2 separate regions of the Mus musculus genome follow, and region 2 is linked to region 1. The links are chromatin contacts, called in public HiChIP or PLAC-seq maps. All regions are on one chromosome and are shown on one strand. The core of a region is the stretch at or near the end of the contact, and the rest is flanking DNA. Distances in the headings are between cores, read along the strand shown.

Region 1 (5,907 bases), core at 1,835-4,334:
GCTCAGCCCTACAATCCATGCTTTGTGACTCCAAAGCCAAATAGCATTCGCACAAACCCGATACTCCCTGTAAGCCATCTGAATGGGAGAATGCCTTGCCTCTTGTCATTCTGCTCTCAAATGCCCATCGAAGACAACTATCTAATCGCTACTTGGTATTGGAATTACTTCACCTTTCTTGCTCCACTGGGTTTAGTGGGATTCTTTGTACATGCAGCAAGCACCTGGAAATGATTTTTTTTAAGCTCTTATTTCAATTATGACTCTTTGAGAGGTCTTATTACTTCATCTGCCCCATGTTCATTATGGTGGAGGCTCCTATACAGTGGGTAACTGTGGAAAGAACAAACCCATCTTTTATAGTCCTTGATGGGATGTATCAGCGAGATTGAATCGCAGTGAGAAGAGAAAAGCATTTGGGTCGTGAAAAACAAAAGAGATATTTCCATTTTAGCACACAGAAAGAGGGTAAGAAATAAAAAGACATTATCTACAATTACCAAGTAGTCAAAGCAATAATTTTTTTTCTTCCAGAAGCTTAGATTTCGTCCTGCTTGAGACATTACTGAATTACACATCATGGTTTCACCATTGTATGGCTTCTAGCATGGCCTCTCTACTCTCTCCGCTCCCATTCACCTCCTGTCTTTGCATATACAGCATTCTCTAAGCCTGGCCCTGCCCTGCTGCTAAAGCCCCTGCCTGAGTCCCATCAGGGACCTCTTACCTCTCTCAGTAGCTTCCACTCTACCACCAACCAAACACCTGATTCCTTTGCAGTTCAAAGCAAGGCGATCTGTATTATATGTTATATATATATTATGTGCTCATACATTTCTCTGTGTTCTCTTCTCTGTGAATGTGTCTTTCAGATTCTTCTCCCTGTGTACATTGAAATTTAATCAAGATTCTACCTCCATGCTTGGGAATCCTTGATGAGTCCTCTAGTGCCCAGCAAATCAAGTCCAACTTTATGAACAGTGTTCAAGATGCTTAACAATTTGCACCCAACAGGTCTCTAACAAGTCATCTTCACTTCTCAGGGTGAGAGAGTCCAAGGCAACATGGGCTGTGTCTTCAGCTTTCTTTCTTTTCTTTACATTTTTTTGTTTTTCTTTTTTCTTTTCCACTCTCCCTCCTCCCCTCCCTCCCTCCCGCCTTCCCTCCCTTCTTCCCTTCCCCCCTACTCCTCCTCCTCTTCCTCCTCCTCTACCTCTTCCTCCTCCTTTCTTGGAGACAGGGTCTCCCTCTGTATCCCTGATTGGCTTGGAGCTCACTATGTAGAGGCTGGCCTTGAACTCACAGAGATCCACCTGCCTCTGCCACCCAAGTGCAGGAATTAAAACTGTGCCTCCATGTCTGGCTCTCCAATAAGTTTTTCAAACTTCCCTGTACCGCAGTGTCCTCAACAAGGGGAGGACAACAATAGTAATACTTTGAGTTGAAAGAGTCAACTAAATGCTAGGATTTGAGATTAGAGTGGAGAACCGCCAAGAGCCACCTGCCTCTGTTCTCACCGCTGCCTTCCCATTGGCTTAGATGTTTCCAGCGCTGTGCCTTTTCCCAGATTCTAACTTCTGAAATACTCTGGCTTTCTCTCTGAGCTTTTCAAAAACAGTCCTCAACAAATTCTTCCTCTTGCACAAGTTTCCCAGGGTGCTCAGCTCCAATCTTCTCTTCTGGTTACGGGTTGTCCTCGGGACCTTCCCTTGAAACTGTGCGAATAGTCATTTACTCACACTTCTGCACTGTGGTAGTCATCACGAGGGCAGTTTTTCCTGGCCTACCCCGATAAGCTTGGGGTTTTTTTGAAGGCAAAAATCCAAGCCTGTTTTTGTCCACAGCTCCCTGCCACATTGCCCTTTCCAAGGGTCGCTCTCTAGGTGTGCATGCATTTGAACTGATTTGATTGACAGGTTGAGCGCAAGTGGCAAGTGTCTTCGGAGTGGTGAGCTAAAAGTGTGGCAAAGGCTTCTGCTGATTGCTTCTGAGGGAGGTATGACATCTTCAGATAAGAAGGTCCATTTCTACCTTACACCTGATGGGGACATGCTGCCCTCTCCAGGAGGACTTGCCTGGAGCTGTCTCTCATAAGGCTAAGATCAGGAACTGATTTTAGCAGCTGAAGGGTGTTGTTAGCTAGCAACTTAGCCAGCTGCTGAGAGGAAGGGACAGTCCCTAGGGCTGCCTGCAACGGGAAGAGGTGATCTCAAGAGCAGCTGCTTCAGAAGGAGGCATCACGCATTTGTCGCTTGGCTGTCCAGACTTGCCCACCTTGGAAACCTTAGGCAACTAAGGACCAGGGTCAAGTAAGAAATATGGTGTTCAGCTAGGGCTTCTACATTCTAATACAAATTCTTTCACTGCCTTCCAGGGTGTCTGTAACTATGTATCATAACCTGCAGCTCCCTCAACCTGTTCATGAGGGTGTTACAACAACGTGTGATCTCCTGGTCTTGCTGATGCCTGCATTCTGTAACCCTTCTTTTCTCCTCACAGTAGACTCAGGAGACTACAAAGCAGGAGAGACCGGGACCTCCCTAGGCTGGGGCTCACATTCTTCCTAAGAGTGGGATGTAACCAAATCTCTAGCCAAAGGAGGCTATTGAGTCAGCCCCTAGGGCATAGGATGGGATCCTATTTGTTAGGAGTGGCCGTGCTTACCAGTATCCTGGAATCTTTTCCCTTCTCCACCCAGTCTGGGAAAGTACGCACTTGGGAAACATGATGGAGGGAGAGCAAGGCGAAAGTGGGCTAAAGACCTGTATTAGAGTCGCTTGTATTCGATCTAGTGTAGGAGGTTTATTGGGGGATGGGAGAGCAAAGGGCTATCTAGGAGTGGGGACATGAAGGACAGAGGCAGACAGGCAGGCAGGGGTGGGGTGGGGAAGGCAAGAGATGAGAGAGGAAGAGAGAGACAGAGAGACATGACAGAGGGGACTGAGAAACAGAGATCTGGGTGGCTGGTGTTCCTTTTATGCACAGCGTACACCGGTGCACCAAGCAGCGGCTGGCAGTGATGTAAGCCCCTGTTAGATCTCTGCGAGCAGGCCCGTAGGAATGCCTGTTTGTATTTCACATTCCTGCTTTGCTGTTCCACGTCTTGGAAATGCAACAGCCCTGTGAGGTACGGGACTCTGTGGTATGTGCTGGAGGAGACGGAACGGAAGAGGAAACACATGTCTGGACCTCCAAAGAGCTGGCAATCAGGTCCCATTTGCAAATGCTCACAGGAGCAACAGAGGGGGTTTCACCTCTAGAGTCCACGGAGATTATGCATGAAAGCAAATTAGGTTGTTTTTCCTGGAAGATTCATAGTTATCTTATTTCAAAGTCATGGTGGACCTCGAGAGTGCATGAAGAATTGAACTCTAGTTACAAGATCCTCACTGAAACCCTGGTTTCCCACTTATCTCTGTGATAACAAATTGCCCAACCTCTCTAACCTGTAGGGAGCAGAGGAGCCCCTGAGTGAGTGAGGCCTTGCGTGCATGTGTATTTTGACACGGGCATGGCCTGTCGAGGACTCAAAGACCAATTGGCCTTTGGGAGATTCGCAAAGCAGTTTGGGCCTGACTCAAGAGAAATGAGGAGGCTTTTCTCTAGGATCAGAGTCTGAGTGTTTATGAATGATGGATCAGTGTGTGCAGACTAGAACTGCAGCTTCCTCCTCAGGAGTGTTTGCAGCCTGAGATGGCTTGTGTACAGAGATGGCCTGCTGAGACCAGCCAATCCCCAGAGACCTTCTGCAGAGACCAGCCAATCCCCAGAGATCTCCTACAGAGACCAGCCAATCCCCACCCACACTGTGCTGTAACCAATAAACACACCGAGGTTCTAAGAGGAAGTAGCTGTAAGAGAAACCCTGATCCCAGCATTATTGCATATGCATCTGCAGGTCTTTCTTCTCTTTTCGTTGCTGTCTCTAGCCACGGTTCCAGGACCTAGCTGGTCATACCACTAATCCTTCCTTTCTTCACCCCCAGAATGGGGGAATATTTTGTTTTGCTTATCTTGTAGGGTTGTTATGAAATTATTTTCTAGAACATAATATCACAACCTGGTGGTGCAGGCTTTTAATTCCAGATTCCCCAGATAGTTGAGAGTCAGAGACATGAGGAGTATGAGTTCGAGGCCCGCCAGTGTTACAAAGTTAGTTCAAGGTCAGCCTGGGTAACTTAAGGAGACCCTTCCTCAAAATAAAAACATTTTTAAAGGTCTGAGAGGAGGGAGGAAGGGCTCACAAGCTCCTACCCATACCTGAGGAGTTATTGACTTTCAATAGCTGCTGAGGAAGGAAGAATCAGGTTTCTTTCAGGGTGTGGCCCCTGGTACTGGTGTCTATCCATAGCCTAAACTGGATCTGGTGGGTTTCAGAATAATAAGAGGACATGAAGTAGAGAAGGAGTAAAGGGTAGATCTGGGAGGAGCTGGAAAAGGAGTGTGAAATTAATATGATCAAAAAAGCAACGGCAAATAAAATAAAATAAAATAAGCCGGGCAATGGTGCCGCATGCCTTTAATCCCAGCACTTGGGAGGCAGGTGAATTTCTGAGTTCGAGGCCAGCCTGGTCTACAGAGTGAGTTCCATGACAGCCAGGGCTACACAGAGAAACCCTGTCTCGGAAAAAAAAAATTAAAAAACAAAACAAAACAAAATTCCTTAAAGCAAATGAATATTTGTGCTTATCGGTTTTATTTCTTACTTAGTCAAGTTGACACAAGCTAGGGTCATCTGGAAAGAGGGAACCTCACTTGAGAAAATGCCTTCATTACACTGGCCTGTAGGTAAGTTCAGGGGCACTTTAGTAACTAATGATTGATGTGGGAAGGCCCAGCCCACCGTGGGTGGTGCCACCTCTTGGTAGTCCTGGGTTCTGCAAGAAACCAAGCTAAGGAAGTGAAGAGATAGTCTGGCAGTTAAGAAAGCTCTTAAAAGCTATTCTCTCAAAGAACCTTGGTTCAAATCCTGGCACCCACAGGACAGCTAATGACCATCACTAACTCCAGTTTCTTTAAGTATTGTATATGTGTGACTGCAGCCTGTGCAGGTGAAGAGTCCATACACATGAAGTAAAAATAAATATTTTTTTTCCTAAAAAAGAAAGGAGGCTGAACAAGCCATGGAAAGCAACCCAATAAACAGTACCCCTCCATGGTCTCTGCTTCACTTCCTGCCTCCAGGTTCCTTCCTTCTGGCTGAAGCCCTTTCCTCCCCAAGCTGCCTTTGGTCTTGGTGTCTGTCACAGCTGTAGAAACCTAGCAAGGACCATGTTTAAAATCAAAACACAAGGCTAGAAAGAATGACAAAGAATAGGGCTTATCAAAACCCCAGAGATGTCTCGTATTTTCCTCTCACAGACAATGAAATCAAGACTGGGAAGAAGTCCAGGGTCAGACAGCTAAGCTCAGGGAGAGCCAAGACCAGAGAAAAGCCTCTTCAAAACTGTTCTCCTGGCTGTAGGAAAGTCAGCCCCTAAGCATGCAGTCTGTCTGTCTGTCTGTCTGTCTGTCTGCCTGCCTCTGCAAGCCCTTTGTAGCCTCTCCCCTCTGCTCCGCTGCAGCTTCGTTTCTGTTCCGTACCTCCAGCCGACTCCTGTGAAAATGGATCTCATTTGAAGTTACATCAATACCACAGGATCGGTGACCCTGTGAGAGAGGCCCAGAGATGAGCTGGGGACGGTTTGTGTGGAAAAGTGAGAGTCTTAGTCATCAGTCTGAACACCGGAAGTGGAGGGGTTCTGTAAGAAAGAGCTAAGTACAAGCTCGTGAAACAAATGATACAGAGGTAGCTCAGAGAGCACGTGAGCTGGCGGTGGTGGGCGAGCACATTCTTCCTCTGCCTGTTGTTCCATCTCCAGATGTTGCCTTCTGGGTTCTTTTGCTTTCCAGTCTAGACAGGACCCT
Region 2 (5,907 bases), core at 1,747-4,246, 790 kb before region 1:
TAGAATATTTATTAAAATAAAATAAAAGTAGTCTAGTAAGATCACTATTACATTTGTCCAGTGATGTAAATCATAATCACACATCCTGTATGTCTAAAATGATAAAAATCTCCATCAAAATCAATAAGTTCAATTCTAAAGTGGAGCTGTGGGGTTAGATTTCTAGGTCCTGTCTAGTAGGCACTTTCCAGCGTCATGTTGCTTACGTTTTTCCCAGGTGAAGTCCTCTGACACGTGAGCATCTCCATATTTAATGAGACACTTAATGGTGTGGTTGCGAGTCGTATTGAAATCTAGTTGGCTACTAATGGTGTACAATTCAGATTCAGGATCCTGGGAAATTGTCGTATTGATGCCAGGTAATTCTCTTCCATTTTCCAACCAAGAGAAGCGAGGCTTTGGGAAACCCCCGGAAGCAAAGCAGGTAATCCTTTTAGTGTCTGCAGATGGGTTTCCAGACTCAGTTATGTTGGGGGTAGAGAAGTCAGCTAGAGGTAGAACAAGCATACAGTTATACACGGGTACAGGTCTGCGTGCTTAGTTATATGTGAAATAAATGATCAAGGTTCAGTGAGACTGGCAAAATGAGATTGCATTTGCAAGACTCCATAAGTCATTGGTAAAAGAGCTGCTTTGAACTGACCATGCCGGTTGTCTCCCACCTTGAACGGGGTAGGAGCACAGAGAGATGGGTTTGTGTGGGAAATATTGATGTAATGCTTGCTATTGTAAGAGGAGAAAAGAAGGCTGATAGTATTTATCGAGTCCCTCCTAGTTATTTCTAGAAATCATTCTCTTTATGACAATCTTAGGACATTAGACTCCGATTTAGAAGGGTCAAGGACCGAGTGTGGTAGGACAGAAAGCTGAGACAGAAAGGTTGCTTGAGCTCTCCAAGTTTGGGGTCAGTCTGGAAAATAGAGTGAAGACCCTGTCTGCTAGAAAATAAAATAGCCGGGCTGAGTGGTGCAGGCCTTTAGTTCCATCACCAGCCAGGCTGAGTGGTGCAGGCCTTTAGTTCCATCACCGAGGAAGCAGAGGCAGGTGGATTTCCATGACTGAGGCCAGCCTGGTTTACATTGCTAGTTTCAGGCCAGCCACGGCCTTGCAGAGAGCCCCTGTCTCAAAAAAAAAAAAAAAAAAAAAAAAGATGATAGGTAAATAGATGGTAGATAGATAGATAGATAGATAGATAGATAGATAGATAGATAGATAGATACAATAGCACAAATGTGAAACCATTGATGTCTATAATCTTATCTTGTAAATAAATAGATTTGGGGAACTTGCAACCCTGTGGCAGAACTGTATCTGCAGTCACAGTCCCCAACACCAGAGCCCATCCTCACTCTCCCCTTCTCTCTCATCCCTCCCTTTCTTTCCTCCTGATGACTGGAAGAGCACCCGGGGCTCCTTCTATCTGTTTATTTAGTAAGGAACAAGTGTGAAGCCACCCTTCAACCTGAGAACCTGGAAACAGACAGGAGCCCACATGCGCCCACTCACATGGTCACGCTCTCCTGGACCTCCAGTTCTCAGCACTCATGCATCACCCTAAGTCCATGTTCAATGCCCCCTTGCTTCTTAAAAAAGTAAGGTTAGCCGCGCGTGGTGGACCACACCAGTAGGCAGGTATACTTTGGAGGCTGCAGTAGGAAGAGTATGATGTCAGCCTAGGCTATATAATGAGTTCGAAGCCACCCTTTCCCTTTCTTTCTTTCTTCCTTTCTTTCTTGCTTCCTTTCTTTCTTTCTTTCTTTCTTTCTTTTCTTTTCTTCTTCTTTTTTTTTTTTTTTTTTTTTTTTTTGTAATATAAGGCCATCTGTTCAAGTCCACCTTGGAAACCTGTAACAGATATTTAAATACTACATGAAAAGGCATCTTTAATATACTTTTTAAAAACATTTGAAGTAATCTGCTAAGAGTAAGTGTGTGTGTGTGTAAAAAAAAATTCATTCCCCTTTGAGTGCACTTTGACCTTTGAAGGAGGCAGGGTGGCAGGGAGGCAGGGAGGTCAAGTGGTTAGTGCTTCATCCAGGGGTAGGCTTCGATGGAGGCCTTGCTTCGGTCCCCATAGTCGTACAGGAGCTCCTCCCCAGCTGCGATGTCTCGGGTGGCGATGAGGATGAGGTGAGGCACGCCGTCGATGTCGTGCAGTTTGGTCTGGCAGTTCCCACACTTACTGTGATTGATGAGTCTCCCCAGGCAGTTCGTTTCTTGAGTGGCATCCACGCAGTAGGTTTTGCTCAGATACTGAAAATAGTACATGTAGCAGCCTGTGGAGGGGTCCTGTGCGTACAAGAGCCTCCCGCTTCTTGGCATCGGTAATTTCAATGAGGTTCCCATGGTATTCTACCACAAAGTATCCTCCGGGAAAACAGCTTGGTAGCGATCCCGCCCCTGCCTTTGCCATCAATTAGATGGATCTTCATGCCTTCTTCCTTCCCGCTCTCAGTCAGCTCGTCTATTTTCTTCCTTTCTTCAGACTGCAGCTCAGCTTTGCTCTTCCAGGAGCTCCTCCGCACAGGGTAGAAATCGGTGAATTTTCTATTCTGCTGGGTTTTCCCTTGAGACTTTTTCTGAGGGGCCTGCTTGCCCTTGAGGGGCTTTTTCAGGGTTTGCTTAGCGACTGCTACATTGGTAGAGTCACATGATGGGGGTGGAGTTTTTGGAGGTTCTGCTGCTTCGGATTTTTGGTTTGAAAAAGGCGCCAGGGGACCTCTCCTGGTGTCTTTGCTCTTCTGTTCATCTGACTTCACAGCGCTTCGGATAACGTTCCTGGCGTTCCTTTTCTCGCTTCCTGTAGATTCCAGCTAATGGTTTCCCCGGGCATTTGACCTCGTGATGGGCAACCGAGTTCTCTTCCTGAAGTGGAGAGCGCATTCCAGAGCACTTGTTAGGACTCATGTAGGCATAGATCTTTGGCTGCCCAGCAAACACGTTCTCCCCGTCGCTGCGGGAGGCCCCTCTGCTCCACCATCTCCGGGACCAGAGCAGCCGCCGCTGCTGCCGCCTCCACCGCGCGGGACTTGCACAGCTTCCTGCCTTGTGTTCTAGTGGCCTTCATCTTTAAGAAAAATGCCTAGGTAGGCAGGATTCCAGGCACTCTGGTGACTGCTTACTGCCTTGTGCTGTTGTGCGGTTGCTGTTAGGGATACTGGTGGTGTTAGGGCATGCGGCCAAAGATTTGTTGTATTTGTGCAAAGTCATAGATGCGAAGGACATCAGAAGGTACTCAGCTTCTGCCTTAGCTAGCATTAGGACCACACAACTAAGTCACTTCCCGAGTCTGGCCCTCTAATGTCTTAGTAGCTAAAATTCCAAAGCCTTGTTTTCCATGACCTACCCAAGGGACCTCCCAACCTCTACAATCCTCATTTTCTAAAAAAAAAAAAAAAAAAAAAAAAGGCTTGTACTCAGATCAAATATACAGTATTTAATCTGTAATCACAACCACTACATTTTATTAATTCCTTGCTACTCTGGCATTTTAAAGAGACAAGGAGGCTTCCTGGAGTTGATTTCATTTGTATATTTGACCTCCAGCAAGATGCTAAAGTAGACTTAGAGTCAAGTGTGGATACCTCCTGCCACTTGCTTCTCATGCTTAGACTTTAGGAATTTAGCTCCTCCCCTCTCCTGTGGCAGTCAGTTCCTCTACTCCAGTCCATACCCTGAGCTTTCGTTTTGGAAGTCTGAGTGCCACCGAGCTTGTATGAGCAGGGGTCAGTGACTATCAAGAGCAGCTCTTAAACAGAGATTTGCCCTGTGACTGTGGGCCACTCCCTTGCTTTTTAGTCTTGGTTTGTAGGCAGGTTAATAACCCATGCATTCCAGAGATGAAGGGATGGAAAGACACCACTTAGCACGGAGCCTGACACACAGGATATATTTAGGAAGACGCTCTCATTTAAATCAGGCTGTCAAGGAAACCTTCTGAAAATGCCCAGGGATACTGGGAGAAATGGGAGAAATGAGGGAAGAATACGGAGTATAGTTACCAGAAAAGGGAAAACCCTGAATTTGGTTGCAGAGGAAGTCATTGTAAACAACAACAACAACAACAATTCCTTGGTAGTGAAATCTCTCTGAGTTTGAGGCTAGACTCCAAGCCAGCCAAGGCTACATAGTGAGACCCTATCTCAAAACCCAAAACTAAAACAAAGGGGAAATTTAAAATGGGCCTTGTTCTTAAATAAAGTTGCATGTGTTCCTGACCTATTTATAGTTGGCATTATTATTTTCTACTTATTACCTTAATGCCACGCAATCAAACTACTACTTGGATAGTCAACATAAAAATTTTATTTTGTTTCTTCTAACCAGACATCATGGGCTTTTTAACCTGGAGTAACAAATCTGCAGGCCTAACGCTCTCAGTCACAACTCATGTTTGTTTTTTTTCTAAGAAATGGTTAGTTCAGTAAGAGCCACCTTTTCCTATCTGACTGAGCTTACAGCAGCCTCAGCTTTCTCCCCTAGCCCTGCTACAAGATAACGAGTTAGAGGAACTACTTTGAAGGTCTTTTTTTTGGGGGGGGGGGTTGAGACAGGGTTTCTCTGTATAGCCCTGGCTGTCCTGGAACTCACTTTGTAGACCAGGCTGGCCTCGAACTCAGAAATTCGCCTGCCTCTGCCTCCCGAGGACTGGGATTAAAGGCATATTCTACCACGCCCGGCTTACTTTGAAGGTCTTGCAAGACTGAACCATCTAAAGATTAGCCCTTTGGGACTAAAGAGATGGCTCAGCAGTTAAGCACATACTCCTAACTCACTCTTGCAGAACACACAAGCACTCATATTGGGTGACTCGCAAGTGCCTTTAACTCTAGTTCCTGGGGAATCCAATACTTTCTTCTGACTGCTGTGAGCATCTGAGCACACACATATACATAGTTAAAAACAAAGTAAATCTTTAAAAATAAAAGACTGGCTCTTCATCTCTCAGATGACTCAGTTAACCCAGGTTTTGGTCACTTTTAGTGGAGAAAGGTGAGTATATGTTATGAACAAAGGCAGGAATGCAAATGATTCAGAAAAGTAAAAAATATGTGACCTGATTAACTTGCTACCCAGAATAAGATAGTTCTCAAATGCAGTTTACAGTACGGCCACTATATATCACAGTTATTGTGCTTCCGCGAGTCAGAAGGCATCTCAGGCCATTCTAGCGCCTGGGATGGTTACCGTGACCTTGAATGATCCCAACTACAAGAAAAGTGCATTAGTAGAGGTCTCCACCTTGATCAATCAGGTTTTCTGTAGCACTAGAGACTCAACCCTCACTTATGAAGTCAGACGTTTCCTTCTCTGCTAAACGTGTCACCCCCATCAATAGACATGTTCCTTTAAGGAGAATCCTACCAACCTTTGATGGACAACTTTACTAAAGCCAAGTGTTTAACTTCATACGTTCCTCTTTCCTTCTTTTGAACGACACAGCTGTATGTGCCCCGGTCTGAAAGGACCAGGCCCAGGATGATAAGAGAGTAGGTAGTGTTGTCATATAAAGTCCGGTTCTTATACTCGGGCCACACTTTTAGTTTCCCAGCAATGACAGACAGCACCACTTTGTCATGTTTTTGCCAGTAGATTCGGTCTTCAGACTCATCTTCATGAGGAGAGTTGTAACGGCAAGGCAGCAATACCTTATCTTTCACTGACTTGGACAGTTGTTCATCAACATCTAAAAAGAGGCAAGTAAGAAAAATGTTTATCTTTAATGAACAACCAAACTCTTATGCACTATAAAGTGACTAACCACGGTGCATGAAGCTAGAATTTTTTTTTCCCCAACACATTATTTTTTGTTGTTCTTTGTTTTAGGGACATTTTTAGAGATAGTGTCTCTCTCTCTATGTAGCTCTGATTGTCCTGGAACTTGCTGTGTAGACCAAGCTGACCTCG

Evidence for each region. HiChIP or PLAC-seq counts read pairs in DNA pulled down with a chosen protein or histone mark.
Region 2: an H3K4me3 HiChIP or PLAC-seq map of craniofacial prominence shows a contact between it and region 1, with 4 times the contacts expected there. The contact joins two enhancer-like sites. A contact is called at or near these places in 1 of 15 datasets of contacts at CTCF or cohesin (large pre-B cells), 1 of 484 Hi-C or Micro-C datasets (embryonic stem cells), 4 of 115 datasets of contacts at active chromatin or transcription factors (astrocytes, craniofacial prominence, forebrain and 1 more) and 1 of 9 other capture datasets (embryonic stem cells).

Annotation. Positions count from the first base shown.
Region 1 is chr16:37,687,343-37,693,249 of GRCm38.p6, reverse strand. No RefSeq gene overlaps it. Among named protein-coding and RNA genes, the nearest start is that of Gm35833, 9.5 kb to the right of the region's middle. Within about 2 kb of position 3,084, at least 86 of the 459 cell types and tissues checked have an H3K27ac peak or open chromatin away from gene starts, as enhancers often do. A contact at or near this core is called in craniofacial prominence, where this site is marked.
Region 2 is chr16:38,473,645-38,479,551 of GRCm38.p6, reverse strand. Cd80 (CD80 antigen) reads right to left here. Exons shown (of 5, transcript NM_009855.2): 2 at 5,369-5,686; 3 at 207-488. It overlaps Gm41453 (a long non-coding RNA gene), which reads left to right. Exons shown (of 3, transcript XR_876066.2): 3 at 1-78. It also overlaps the pseudogene Gm8590. Among named protein-coding and RNA genes, the nearest start is that of Gm41453, 6.3 kb to the left of the region's middle. Within about 2 kb of position 2,996, at least 135 of the 459 cell types and tissues checked have an H3K27ac peak or open chromatin away from gene starts, as enhancers often do. A contact at or near this core is called in craniofacial prominence, where this site is marked.